2 separate regions of the Arachis hypogaea genome follow, and region 1 is linked to region 2. A link is a contact called in public Hi-C data. All regions are on one chromosome and are shown on one strand. Each heading gives the region's core, a stretch centred on a gene start, on an enhancer-like site or on the middle of the called end of the contact. The rest is flanking DNA. Distances are from core to core; before and after follow the strand shown.

The links. Hi-C and Micro-C count contacts between places; a contact is called where the count stands out from the background.
Region 1: a contact with region 2 is called in a Hi-C map of leaf, with 4 times the contacts expected there. The contact joins the promoter of LOC112727759 here to the promoter of LOC112727754 in region 2. A contact is called at or near these places in 3 of 8 Hi-C or Micro-C datasets (leaf and an unstated tissue).

The regions. Positions count from the first base shown.
Region 1 is chr12:95,190,710-95,197,177 of arahy.Tifrunner.gnm2.J5K5, forward strand. LOC112727759 (mitochondrial import inner membrane translocase subunit TIM14-3) reads right to left here and starts at 4,780. Exons shown (of 5, transcript XM_025777650.3): 1 at 4,375-4,780; 2 at 4,222-4,300; 3 at 3,904-3,980; 4 at 3,204-3,376; 5 at 2,084-2,568. The coding sequence starts at 3,906. The coding sequence ends at 2,412. LOC112727758 (dol-P-Glc:Glc(2)Man(9)GlcNAc(2)-PP-Dol alpha-1,2-glucosyltransferase) reads left to right here. Exons shown (of 9, transcript XM_025777649.2): 8 at 468-610; 9 at 729-1,264. The coding sequence ends at 988.
Region 2 is chr12:95,019,759-95,026,675 of arahy.Tifrunner.gnm2.J5K5, forward strand. LOC112727754 (protein WHAT'S THIS FACTOR 1, chloroplastic) reads right to left here and starts at 4,710. Exons shown (of 3, transcript XM_025777646.2): 1 at 4,149-4,710.

The DNA of each region.
Region 1 (6,468 bases), core at 3,530-6,029, 170 kb after region 2:
AATCTAGCGTAAACAATTTGTGCCGTGATGATGTGTTTACTATATAGTAGTCTTCTGATATCTTCATTATATTCACTGTACCCAAATTTAGAAAGAAAAAAAAAATGAAACATTTAATTCTCTTTAAATTGGTCCTCAAAAACTGAAATTAAAACAATAGATTTGATGTAAAAGGTTTTACATCGAAAGGCTTTTCAAATATTTTATATTTCTATATTTGTTATTAGAAGACCAGACCCGATAAAAACTCATTTGTTGAACAAAGAAAAAGGGGTGTTCACTCTTCTATCAAGTATTAATCTATACATCATAAGATGCTGTGCTAGTGCTTTGTTTTCCTTTATTTATTGTTTGAATGTTGCATGATTTACTCATTTGGACCTTAACCCATTTTTTCTAATACAAGAACATGAACTGCTTCTATTACTGTTAGTGGCTTGGTAATCCCTATTAAATTTTCATCGCAGTGTGGCGCATCCATATCTTCTTGCTGATAATCGGCATTACCCTTTCTATCTCTGGAGGAAAATCATCATGGCTCACTGGTCAATTAAATATTTATTGGTTCCAATTTACTTATGTTCATGGCTTTCCATAATTCATATGCTGGGTTAGTACAAAGTCTTCGCAAGCATTCTTTTCTTTTTTCTTTTTTTTTTTTTTTTTCGTTCTCCTTTTCTCTTTTCTCGGTTAACTCAGGTTATAACCATTACTTTTTTGCAAAACAGGGAAATTTCAAAGGAAAATATGGGTATTAGCATACTTCTTGGCCACTGCTGCTGTTCTTGTACCAGCTCCATTGATAGAGTTTAGATATTACACCATACCATTCTATTTTCTGGTGCTTCACAGCAATTTTCAGGATAGTGAGAAATGGTTTCTCACAGGAATTCTTTACATTGGTGTCAATATCTTTACTATGATGATGTTTCTGTTTCGGCCATTTCATTGGGATCATGAACCTGGAATTCAAAGGTTTATATGGTGAAGCAAGCGGTGTTTTTCAAATGAGTCATGTATACGTATTTCTCTTTCGGCATGTATCTTGCCTTTGATTTCAAAAGCAAGGAAAACATACTGATTTTCTTTGATAGGTTTTACCAATCAGGTTTCTTTATGCATCTTTGTAATTTGTAAATATGAGTGTATTGATTTCTGTAGATCTCATATTTTGGTAGATAGGAAAACAAAATCAGATTCAGTTGAATTGGTCATATATAGGTCCATGCTATGCTCAATTTTTGGTGGCTTTGTTTTCTCGTAACATGTTTCGTGGTGGCGCTAGGTTCAATTTCAGGCTCTTCTCCTTACTGCCAGAGTTTCCAGCTATTGAATTCCTTGACTCGAACCAGAAATGAATAGTCATTGTTTTAAGGGTGTTACTTTTTATTTTTCTTTAGAAACACTAGATTCTTTACAAACACCCCCCCCCCCCCCACAAAAACACACGCACACAAAAAAAGCCCAACCAGAAAAACCTTTTTTTTTTCTCACAATATCTTCTGATCTAACTGATCAGAGACTAATTCGTTGTAGACTAAATTCTATTTAAAAGTTTACCAATAATCAGTAAGTTGCTGCATCTGAGAGTCAATATAAGCAATTAGCTCTCTGAAATTGAATAAAAAATGTCAATTTTTGTTTCAATGTGTAAAATACATAACTACTTATATATCTCATCTTAGCAATTTACGATAAATTATTTTATTACACTACATTAGATTGTTTCAAACATTGAAATTCTCAATTTTCAACCCGAAACACCTGAGACTCCCTTTCATGTCGTATCGATCCATTGCCAAATACTAAGAATGTAGATACTCCAATAAAGACTCTAATTATCTTCATGTGAAAATACTTCTTTTTACCATTAAATAGTGAATTCTTTTGTAAAGTTTAATTTTGATGTTATAAAGATGTTACATTTATCTAAAGAAATTACAATCCCTTTAAATCGTTACTTTTTCTATAAGTCACGTTTTTAAAAGTGTGACTAAACAAATAGATGCCATTTTCATTGGAGTAGATGCCAAAAAGAAAAGGAATAGGAACAAAAAATTCATAGCTATGAATGACCTCCAAGTTTATGAAGATGGCAAATCCGAATCACGTTGTTTAAAGATTAATGACACCAACCAATCTAATATTCAACATTATTACAATTCGAACATGAACATGTACCAGGTTACATAATGGACAAAGATACTCCCATGGTGTAGATGCAATAAAAAAGATATAACGAAGAACACTAATGCTAAGATCTATACCTTAAATAATTTTGGTGCATCATAGCACTGTCCTACACAACTTCCTCACTATAGTCTAAAAAAGAATTGGCCGCAGACTGAACGCTTCATAGTTGAATGATCAGCAAGAACCACGTTGAAACTATATTATGAGACTAATTATGATCAAAATGCTGAACCACCACCCTTTGTCTTTCCAAGCAACACATCCTTTGCTTCATTGATTTTGGATGCCAGGTAATGGCTGCCACCCGCATCTGGATGATTTGCAATCATCACCCTCCTATGTGCTTCTTTAACCTTATCCGTGGGAGTGTGTTCTCTGCCATAGTGATAATTGAAAATCAACAATGGAAAGAATAGCTTGAGGAGGCAACCATATAAAAATATGGAAAACAAAAACAAAGCGTCCAGGTAGGGAAAAAGCTTTCCGAGCTTTCTGATTAATTAGCAATATGCACATTCAAGAATTATTGACATTTTATAATTAAATGTCTATACAAGGTATTCATAAATTTCTATATGGATATTCCAGAATTTATCCCATGAGAACTTTTCCCGTCCTTGGAAAGGAAGGAATGTGTTCAAAAACCCAAATCACATACAAATTTAAAGGCTAAACAAATCAATAGAATATAGATTGGTTAGTGTTACTCTTTACATCCCAACCTTTGCAGCATCAAGAACCAAAATTTCAACACTGAAAGATTTAACACATTTGAGTTATTATGCATTAGGCATCCATACAGGGTCCCAAAGATATGATGGGAAACGTCAATTTTAATTTTTACCCAATAAAGAAACATCAAAATTTATTGAAAAAAACCCCTAGAAGGACAACTCCTCAGGCACATAGCCACATACAGTTTGTTTTTCCTCCTCTAAGTAATTGAGACACCAGCTGACCATGAGCATCATAACATAATCTTTAAAAATAAAAAAATAAAAAGGTAGTACCTAACACCAAGTATGAGAGCTGCTTCCCTCCTAGTCATGGCAGCATAGAAACCACCTTCATAAAATTTACGCATCCTAGGTGGTCTCGCCTTGAACGCTTGCCAAGCCTGAATACTATATCTACCAGCATAGGCAGCAGCAGCTACAGCAAGCCCTGCAAAAAAAGGTGTGGCCTGTTCCAAGTTTAAGTTTAAGTTTCAGTTCCAGAGCAAAGAAACAAATGTTGTAAATGAACCACAGAACAATTAACAACCACCGGTGCCGCCACTACCACTCCCTGCCCCACTAGATTGAATGCATGAATCAATTAGAGCAACATTGTCCTTCCAGAAACAATTTGGGGTAAAATAAAATAAAAATTCCCACAATCTCCACTCCGGAACTAACTTTCTATGCTAGAAAACCCTAAACTTCAAATTACAAATAAATTTCAGCTTGTGATTCTCAAAACACGAATTTGAAACCCTATGCTTCCAAACCAACAACACGATCATATCATCCATACTCCCACATGTTAACTGAATTAGAGCTTGAAATATCTAAAGTTTCAAGAATGCAATCTTGCAAAGTCATCTCATCACTATCTAACACCAAAAATAGAAAACAGTGCTTTCTCATGGAAACCTAGTTTTATTTAGAACAAGCTCGAAGATTAGGTTACAAAAATAATAAATTTGACAAATAACGAATGAGGGCATACCATAATAGTGGTTGTACCCTTCAATCAAGAAGTCTAAAAAGCGTGAACTCCGTGCCAAAATTAAGTCTTCAGGAAGCCTGCGGAGAATAAAATGAAAATAAGATCTTTGTGGAACTTTTAAGTTTTAATATATTTCTAATAGCCTTCTCAGCATGATTAATTACTCACAATACAACAACAAGAACAACAACACAGCAGTTATATCTACTCACCCAATTCAATAATTTCCTTCCATCTAACCTAAATTTTTCCCCCTATAAAAAATAAATAAAAAAATATATTTCAAAACACAGCAAGCAGATTTTCACAACACCGGACCTTCAGTTTGAAACAACTTGATTCAGTGGCATCAACTTCTCTACAATACCCCGAATTCCCTTTGCGGTCCACCTATGAACTTCCAAGGATAATAACTATTTCAACAGATAGCAGGGGAAAAACTCAGAAAATCAAAATAGTAAGAGGCATTACTGTGGTGGAGACGCGGCGGCGTGGAGCTGAAATCGAGTGGCCGACGGTGGCTGATTGGAGGCTGTGATTTTCTGGGGTTCTTTTGTGCAGATTGTGATCGAACAAGGCAGAGTTAGGGTTTTTATTGTATATATTTTTCTTTCATGGGTTTACGATCTCTCTCTTCTTTTTTATATCTAATTTTCTATAAATCCATTCGTTTCTCTAGTTGCGTACTTGCGCAGCTTAATACGAAAATAATAAGACACTTGATTTTTCTAGGATGTTCTTTCTTCTCATTACGAATGTTTTCTTTCGATTTTTTATATAAATTAAAAAAATCATTATTTTCAAAAAAAAAAAAGATAAGAACATTATTTATAAATACGATTTTTATTGGAGATTGCATGTAGTTAGTCTAATAAATAATTAATTGTATTAGTTTGTCCAGTATTTAAGTAAATTGTAACCGATGTGTACTCTATACTTTGGCCCCTGAGTAATTTTAAATATCTCAGAAAAAGGATCAGGTTCTGCTTTGAGTTTTATATTACTTTAATCACACTTATTAAGTCTTTTATTAACTTGAGCGTCGGAGTATCTTTTACATGTATTTTTACCGCGGTGTTTTGGTCAGGACCGACGTATAGCTCTCCAGCAGAGACAATACAGTACCCGAAAATGCTATAATTCGGCGATCTTTACCAGGATGAACCACTTGGCGCCCATCGTGGGGCCGGAATTTATTTAACCCCACTATTTTCTTTGCCTAGTTTTTATCTTTTTTTGCAGGATTTAACCCCACTATTTTCTTTTTTGCAGGATTCCCAATCCTCAAGCATGGGAGATAACGAGGTCCAACAGCTCACGCAGGCCGAGCTCTCGACGCAGATCGCTGAACTCCAGGCCGAAGTCCGTAGACTGGCCGAACTGTCTTCCAAAAACCAAAATGGAAAAAACGTCGAAGGAGATCCCAAGGGGAGGAACTCTTCAAACGCACAACATAACTTCACGGAGCCACACGAGACTATTCCACCAAAGGAGAAGCTCACACTCGACATCTCTGAAGGCGTAATGAGTTTCCAGATGCCGAAGAATTCCGTGCTGCCAGCCGGACTCAAACCATACGAATAGGGGTGGAAAAAGGCCAGGCGGCCTGCCAGGAGCCTGCAGCCTGGCCTGTGTTTGGCCTGGCCTGGCCTGTCCTGTTATAAAAAGGTACAGGCCCAGGCTCTTTTAAAAGCCTTAATAAATTAATAGGCCAGGCTCAGGCTCACTAATTAGCCTTATAGGCCTGTCAGGCCTGCCTGGGCCTGTTAAAATATAAGTAAATATATAAATAATTATTTATTATTAATAAAATTATGAGATATTTTAAATTTATTATATTTTATTATAAATATTTTTGTATATTTTAAATATGTTAAAAGTTTAAAATTTTTTACAAATATTAAATATATGACATATTATATATAACTATTTTTATTAAAAAATAATTTTTTTAAATAATATTTTTTTTTTTTGTAAAAAAAAATTAGCAGGCCTTTTAACAGGCTTCAGGCTAGGCCAGACTGAATAACAGGTCAGGCCTAGTACTTTATAAAGAGCCTATAACAGGCTGCAGGTCAGACTCAGGCCAATCAACTGTATGACAAGCCAGGCCTGTTAAGAGCAAAGCCTGGCCTGGCCTGGCCTGTTTCCACCCCTACATACGAAGGATACGGTAACCCCCCGAGTCCACATCAAAAAGTTCTAATCTATGATGTTTTTCAACGGTGTCTCTGACCCTGTTCTCTATCAATCTTTTCCAACTTATTTAAATGGTGCTACTTTACTCCGATTTTTTAAGATTCCTGCAGGTTCTATCACTTGCTTCGAGGAGTTGGCGAGATCTTTTATTGACTGTTTTGCAGCTTCTAGAATATATATGCACGGGTCGGACTACCTCAGCACTATTAAACAAGGTCTTCAAGAAAGTCTGAAGGACTATATGACGAGGTTTGCCAAGGCAACCATGAAAATTCCAGACCTCGACCCCAAGGTGCATCTCCAAGCACTAAAGAGCGGCCTCAGGCCAGGTAAGTTCCAAGAGATGATAGCCGTAACGAAACCCAA
Region 2 (6,917 bases), core at 3,460-5,959:
GCTTTACTAGGACAATAAATCCCTCTGGTCAAATTTGATTTAGTAGAGACCTGTTCTTACTCATTTTTTGTCCGTTTTTTTCTCACTAGATAGTTTTTTAGCCGGGATTTGCTTTTAGTGACGGCTTTGCGCGCGTTGAAAAAAGTCAACGCCCCGAAGACCATGAAATCAGTAATAAATATAATTACCACCTTGGTAATTATATTCTAGGACTAAACTTAGGCACTCCTTGATTTATTCTTTCAAGAATAAATCTCAACTATTCATTATTTTACCACGTGATAAAATTTAATTCAAGGCGAACCCCAGCCTAGTATTCTGCAAACACTTCCTAGAGACTCCAAATTCTCTTTCTTCTTTTCCAAGTAACACGGTCCACTCTCTCCCTAGAGTGGCCAAATCCCTCTCTTTAACCTTGAGTAACTAACTGTGGATATATAAACTAAACACGCAAGTGCTGACTAAACTTCCTTATTTTCATTCCCCTTCTTCTCTCATTCTTCATCCCTTGACTATGAAATTTTCAGCACTCTTTTACCATCATAATTGCATGTTTACTTCAGCCTTTTATTTAAGCAAACTCACTAAGTAAAATTTGACAAGTTTAGTGAGAATTAAGAGAGAAGAAAGAGTGCATTTCAGCTAAGTTCATATATTTTCCAGCAAGCATTCAAGGTGTTCTTCCATAGTTCTTGGTTGGTTCTCTAAGGATTCAAGCCTTCTAAGTCCAATTCCTTGTTCTTTCTTGGTTTTTCTTGTTCTTACATACAAATACCAGCAAAGGTAACCATCACTCTTCACCTTTTTTTTAGGTTTTTAACTTGAATCTAAGGGATTATGTTGCTCTCTTCCATGTCTAGAAAATTACTCTTGAAGATATTAATGAGGCATGCTAAAAGCACTCCAAATTCAAGCTTAAAGTGGACAAAAATTCATCACTTTTTTCAGGACTCAATTTTATACCATGTGTCAAAACCTCCCAACAATATGATTATCTCCATCTAGCCTATACATGTTCTGCTCATAATCTCTTAGCAAGTTCTGCTTCATCCGTACAATCTATATAAAACTTTAGAAATATAAAAATAATCTTGTCAATGCATAATTTATTTATAACATATTCTAATATAATATGCCATAATTAATAATTTATTAATATACTTAATTTATAATCTATTATCATATTACATTAATAACAAAGATCACATACATAATAATAATGCTAATAATATGCAAATACTACTCTAAATACACTCTAAATTTAATTTAAAATCACAAATAATTTTATTATAAATGTCTATTTCTATATATTATAATCTACTCTAAAAATATCTATTTCTATAGTAATTAAAAATTACTATATATATTACTATTAACTCTAAAATTATAAAGTATTTTAAAATATTTATTTCTATAATAATTAATATTATAACACTAATCTAACGATTCACAAAACAATAATCTAACTATTCATATAATACTAATCTAACTAGTTCTAATATTTACTTTTATAATAATTAATAAACTAATCTAATTATTTAATTAATAATATTTTATAAACTGAATAAATAAATAAACATAACATAAATACTAAATAAAACTAAAAACAAAGAAGAATTACATGTTGATGAAATTGGAAGAGTTGAGAGATGGAGAGTGGAGAGACGTTGAATTGAGAGAGAAGTTAGACAAAGAATGATAAAAGTGAAATGGAAAAGGAGCGAAAGTGAAATGAAAAAGGGGAGCCTTTTATAATTGGGCGAATCCCCGTAGTTCGCCGCATCACTAGGGCTGCGTTTGTTTACAGACACGGAACACTGAGATATAAAATTATGTTTGGCAGAATAAAACATGAACAGAGATTTTGTGTCCAAAGATATTAAATTAGTGTATTTTATGTCTCTCCTGATAAGAAGGACACAGAGACAATAACAGGAAATACAACTTATTTTTTATTTTTCTTTTAGTTTGTTTCTGGTATGGATTTTGAAAATTTTTAGCGTGAAATATTATTAAAAAGCTTTCTAAAAAGATTATTTACATGGTACCATATGAAAATAAGGTTTATAACTTTATATATATTTTTTATTCTTTTAATATTTTTCTTCAAATTTAATTATTTTTGCTGATTAAGATAATTTAAACCGTGCAAAAGATTAGTTATGCACTAGTATATTAATCATGTATTGTATCTTTTTTTTTAGTTTTTCACAGTATTTTCCAACTCGACAAATCAAGGACTAATCCGTCGCGATACTAAACTTCATTTAAAGATTTGTCGCTGGTCAATAAGTTGGTGCATGCACAAGGCGAGATTGAAACCTCGGACCCTTGCTTATTTCTCTTTTGAGTCAAATGTATAGACCTAGCTTTCTTTTTTGTGATATGATGGAGGGCCTGAGGCCCAGAGGGAAAGACAACAAATCAAAAAATGAAAAACGAAAATTAACACCTAACCATACGAGGCATGGCTAATGAGCTTTAGCTCACATGGCATATCTCCCCCTCTCCACTTCAAAGGTCTAGGGTTCAAACCCTAGAGGTTGCAATTGAGGAAAAAAATATGGTAAAAGTGTGAGGAGTGTGTGGGTGTATTGTGTACCTAAGATTAAGAGTTGTCCAATCCACTGACCAAAAAAAAAACATACGGGGCGTGACTAATCCCCTCTTTTCTTGGAGGAACATCCCAGAGACGGAGACAGGTTCAGTTCCGATGCCTAATCCAGCCAAACAATCAAATCCTAAAGTCCTAAACGATAAAAAGTTTCTCCACAGAAGTCCAGTAAGCCAACTTGAGCCCAAGCCTTAATAAAAGTATAAAACAAGCCAACTTGAGCCCAAGCCTTAATAAAAGTATAAAACTAACACAGTAGAAGAATGCACCATATTGAGGAGTAATGCAAGGACCTCGCTGGAGATCTTATTCAACCTATGTCAACCCATCCCAAATATTATATAACCGTAGACAATTCAGTAGCAGATCTGGTTGTGTAAGGTATAAGTTATTTTACTAAAATAATAATGTGGTTCGTGTAATTAATAAAATTAATTTTTATTATAATGAGTTAAATACTATGGTTGTTACTCAATAAAAAATAGAATTAGTGAAATTTTTAAATAATATAATAAAAAGTGTCCTTCCCCTTTCTTTTCAGAACAAAAAAAATAGAAGTTATATATTTTTTTTGAAGAAAGACGTGACAAAAGAAGAAAAACATCTCTGCTCAACAACAATAATTTTTTTTGGTGCCATCAATAAAAAAGTGAAAAGGTAGAAAGAAAAGAGGAGAAAATACTCAGAAACAGAAACTTATTGGGAGATGGCAAAATAGTTCAATTTGTTATTAAGCGTGGTGTGTCCATAATACAAAAGTCAACCGTGGAAGCGTGGTGTGTCCATAACCTACGGGTCCCTGAATCAGAACCACATCAAAGAACAATAAACCAAGAACAATATCTGAAAACTCTAACATGGATTCAAGTATGTTTTGAGTTATGCTCTTATGTTGTAATAATTATAAATTTCAAAATCTTCTATTACTGTTTTAAATTGTTATGAAATTTATGATTATTCATAAATTAATTTATTCAAGTTTGTATAAATCAAATAAATATTGTCTGACTATTCTAGCGGTGCAATTCGTTTTCGTGTATTTAGAGTAGATTTATTAACCAACAAAAAAGTCAAATCCGATAATGTAAAAATATAGTGTTTGTTTCTGTAAGAAATTTAAGAATCACATCCAAAGATGGATTAATTGTTCTTATATTAAATTAGCAAGATTGTTAGTGTATATATAGTATTTAAAATATTTAAATATCCAAAGATAATAAATATTTTAGTTAGTGCATATCTGATAAGCAAATTAGAGGACAGAATTTAAGACAAATGGTGGCCAAATATATGAATTAAACAAAAAAACTCACTCAGACATTTTATTGAACACGTGGCGTGCACAATATGCAAACAGAGAAATTGAGCTCAGCCTAAGCAGCCAATACCCAGAAAAATCAGAAAGCAGACAATTGCAATCCAATTAACTAACAATTGATCAATCTAAACCTATCCTAATTGCTAAAATTAAAATTAAGATGCAATTAAAATGCAATTAAAGAAAGAACGGGTTGCAGGGGAGAGAAACTGGAACCTGCGTTGAAGGGTTGGGATAGGGGAAGGTGGGTGAGGTTGTGGCGGCGCTGTGTTGCCGGAGCAGTTAAGAACGCGAGCTGGGGCCGGGCGCAGAGTAGAGGCACGAAGACGCGGTAATGGAAGAAAGGGAAGGAGAAAGGAGAAATGGTGGGTGGTGCGGTGGTCGCCGGCGGCAGCAGGGTTGCCGGGCGGGACTGGATGGAGGGTGGTGTTGTGGTCGTTATGATAGACGAAGAAGCCAAAAAGAGTGATAAGGGCTGAACGCGCGTTAGGCTCTGTTTCAAAATCCACGCTCAGTACGAACTCTGTGCGTACGCACAATAGGAGGATAATTTGAAATGTATGCATGCGCACAGAGCTATGTGCGTGTTGTTACGGTCTAGGACACACTCTGATGTTACTGTGTCGGCACTCGAACATTTTGAGTTAAAACTAAGTCATTATAACTCTCAATACTTAGCAAGAAAGTTAAAAATATAAGAGAACACACAGAAAAAAGGAAGTTTTGGTGAAAAGAACCCCTTTATTACTCAAGTGTTTGTTACAAATGATTCACACATACTCACACTAACTCTCACCTCCTATTTATAGTCATTCACCTCCTTAATAGATGGTTAGGATTAAATCTATTCAACGGTCTAGATTAATTATCTAGAACCTTCATTACAAATATCTATTCTACTACAACTTTCTAAATACTTCTAGATTCTTCTATACTACTCTTCATACTCCTATATACATCCACACTCTTCTAGAATACTCTATGACCTTTCAGAGTCTTCTAAAACCTTCTAAAGTATTTCGAGACCTTCTAGGACATTCTAGAACGTTCCAGAATCATCTAGAACATTCTCAAAAACTCCAGAAAATTATACAAACACTGTTAAATCTAACCTTCTAAAATTCACCGTGACATTCTCCCCCACCTAATGCGCAAACGTCCTCGTTGTGTTATGTTCATGATAGCGCTCTAGGTGTTCTTGAAATTGTCACAGATCTTCACGAGCTTCCCAACTAGATTCAGTTATCGGGAGCCCTTTCCACTTGATCAAGTATTGGATACTTGGTGGTACCCCTCTTCGTCGCACGACGCGATTAGCTAAGATCTTTTCGATTTCTTTATCAAAGGATCTAATCACAACAGGCGGAGCATGACTCGAGTCACCTCTACTCGGTTCATCTTGGTCTTCATGATATGGTTTAAGCATACTCACATGGAAGACCGGGTGGATCTTCATAGAGGGAGGGAGTTGTACTTTGTAAGCAACCTCCCCAACACGTCCAATGATCTCAAATGGCCCTTCGTATTTGCGGATTAAGCCCTTATGAACCTTGCGAAAAGCTTTGAATTGTTGTGAAAGAAGTTTAATCATTACCTTGTCTCCCACTTGATAGCTTGCATGCCTCCTCTTCTTATCTGCCCATTTCTTCATCCTCTTTTCAGCTTTGTCAAGGTAAGAACGAGTGACATCTGCTTGTTCTTCCCAAGACTTAATCATATGATAAGCTCCAGGGCTCTTCCCTGAGTAAGAGGAAGAAAGAGAGTGAGGTGTAAGTGGCTGTTGTCCAATCACAATCTCGAATGGACTCTTCTCCGTGGACTCGCTCCTTTGCAAATTGTATGAGAACTGAGCAATGTCGAGAATTTTTGTCCAGTCCTTCTCATTAGCGCTTACAAAATGCCTCAAGTAACACTAGAGTAAGGCATTCACTCTCTCAGTCTGCCCATCGGTTTGAGGATGGAAGCTTGTTGAAAAATGAAGCTCTGACCCAAGGAGTTTGAACATCTCTATCCATAGTCGTCCTGTGAAGCGTGGATCTCGATCACTAATGAGGCTCTTAGGCAATCCCCAGTACTTCACCACATTCTTGAAGAATAGTCGTGTTGCTTCCTCTGCAGTGCAGTCAGTAGGGGCATGTATAAAAGTAGCATACTGTGAAAATCGATTCACTACCACGAGAATAGATCCAAACCCCTCGGACTTCGGTAAGGCAGAGATGAAATCTAGAGAGACACTTTCCCACGGTCGCTCTGATGGAGGCAGAGGTTCCAACAACCCACTTGGTGTCTTGTTTTCAATCTTATCTTGTTGGCACACAAGACAAGTCTTCACATAGCTCTCCACTTCATCTCTCATTTGAGGCCAATAATAAGAAGACTCAATGAGTGCCAAGGTCCTTCGCTGACCTTAATGACCAGCCCACTTGGTGTTGTGGCATTCTCTTACTAATTTTCTTCTTAGATGTTTCCATTTAGGGACATATAATTTTCTCCCTTTAGTGTAAAGAAGGTCGTCTTCTAGCCAAAATCTTTTGGTCTTACCTTCTCTAGCCAACTCCACCAACTTCTTGGCTAATGGATCATGATGCAACCCTTTCTTGATGGTATGCACAATATCTCCTTCGACCATGGAAATGCCTACCAACTCAGCCTTGCGGCTCAGCGCATCTGCTACCACATTTGTCTTGCCAGCCTTGTATTCAAATTCGAAATCAAACTCAGCTAAGAAATCTTGCCACCTAGCTTGTTTGGGGCTTAAATTCTTTTGAGTTTGGAAGTAGCTTGTAGCCACATTGTCTGTCTTGACGATGAAGTGTGAACTAAGCAAGTAGTGACGCCAAGTTCTCAGACAATGTACCATTGCGGTCATCTCTTTCTCTTGGACAGTGTATCGCCTCTCTGTATCATTCAACTTGCGACTCTCAAAGGCAATAGGATGTCCTTCTTGCATCAAAACTCCTCCAATAGCGTAGTCAGAAGCATTAG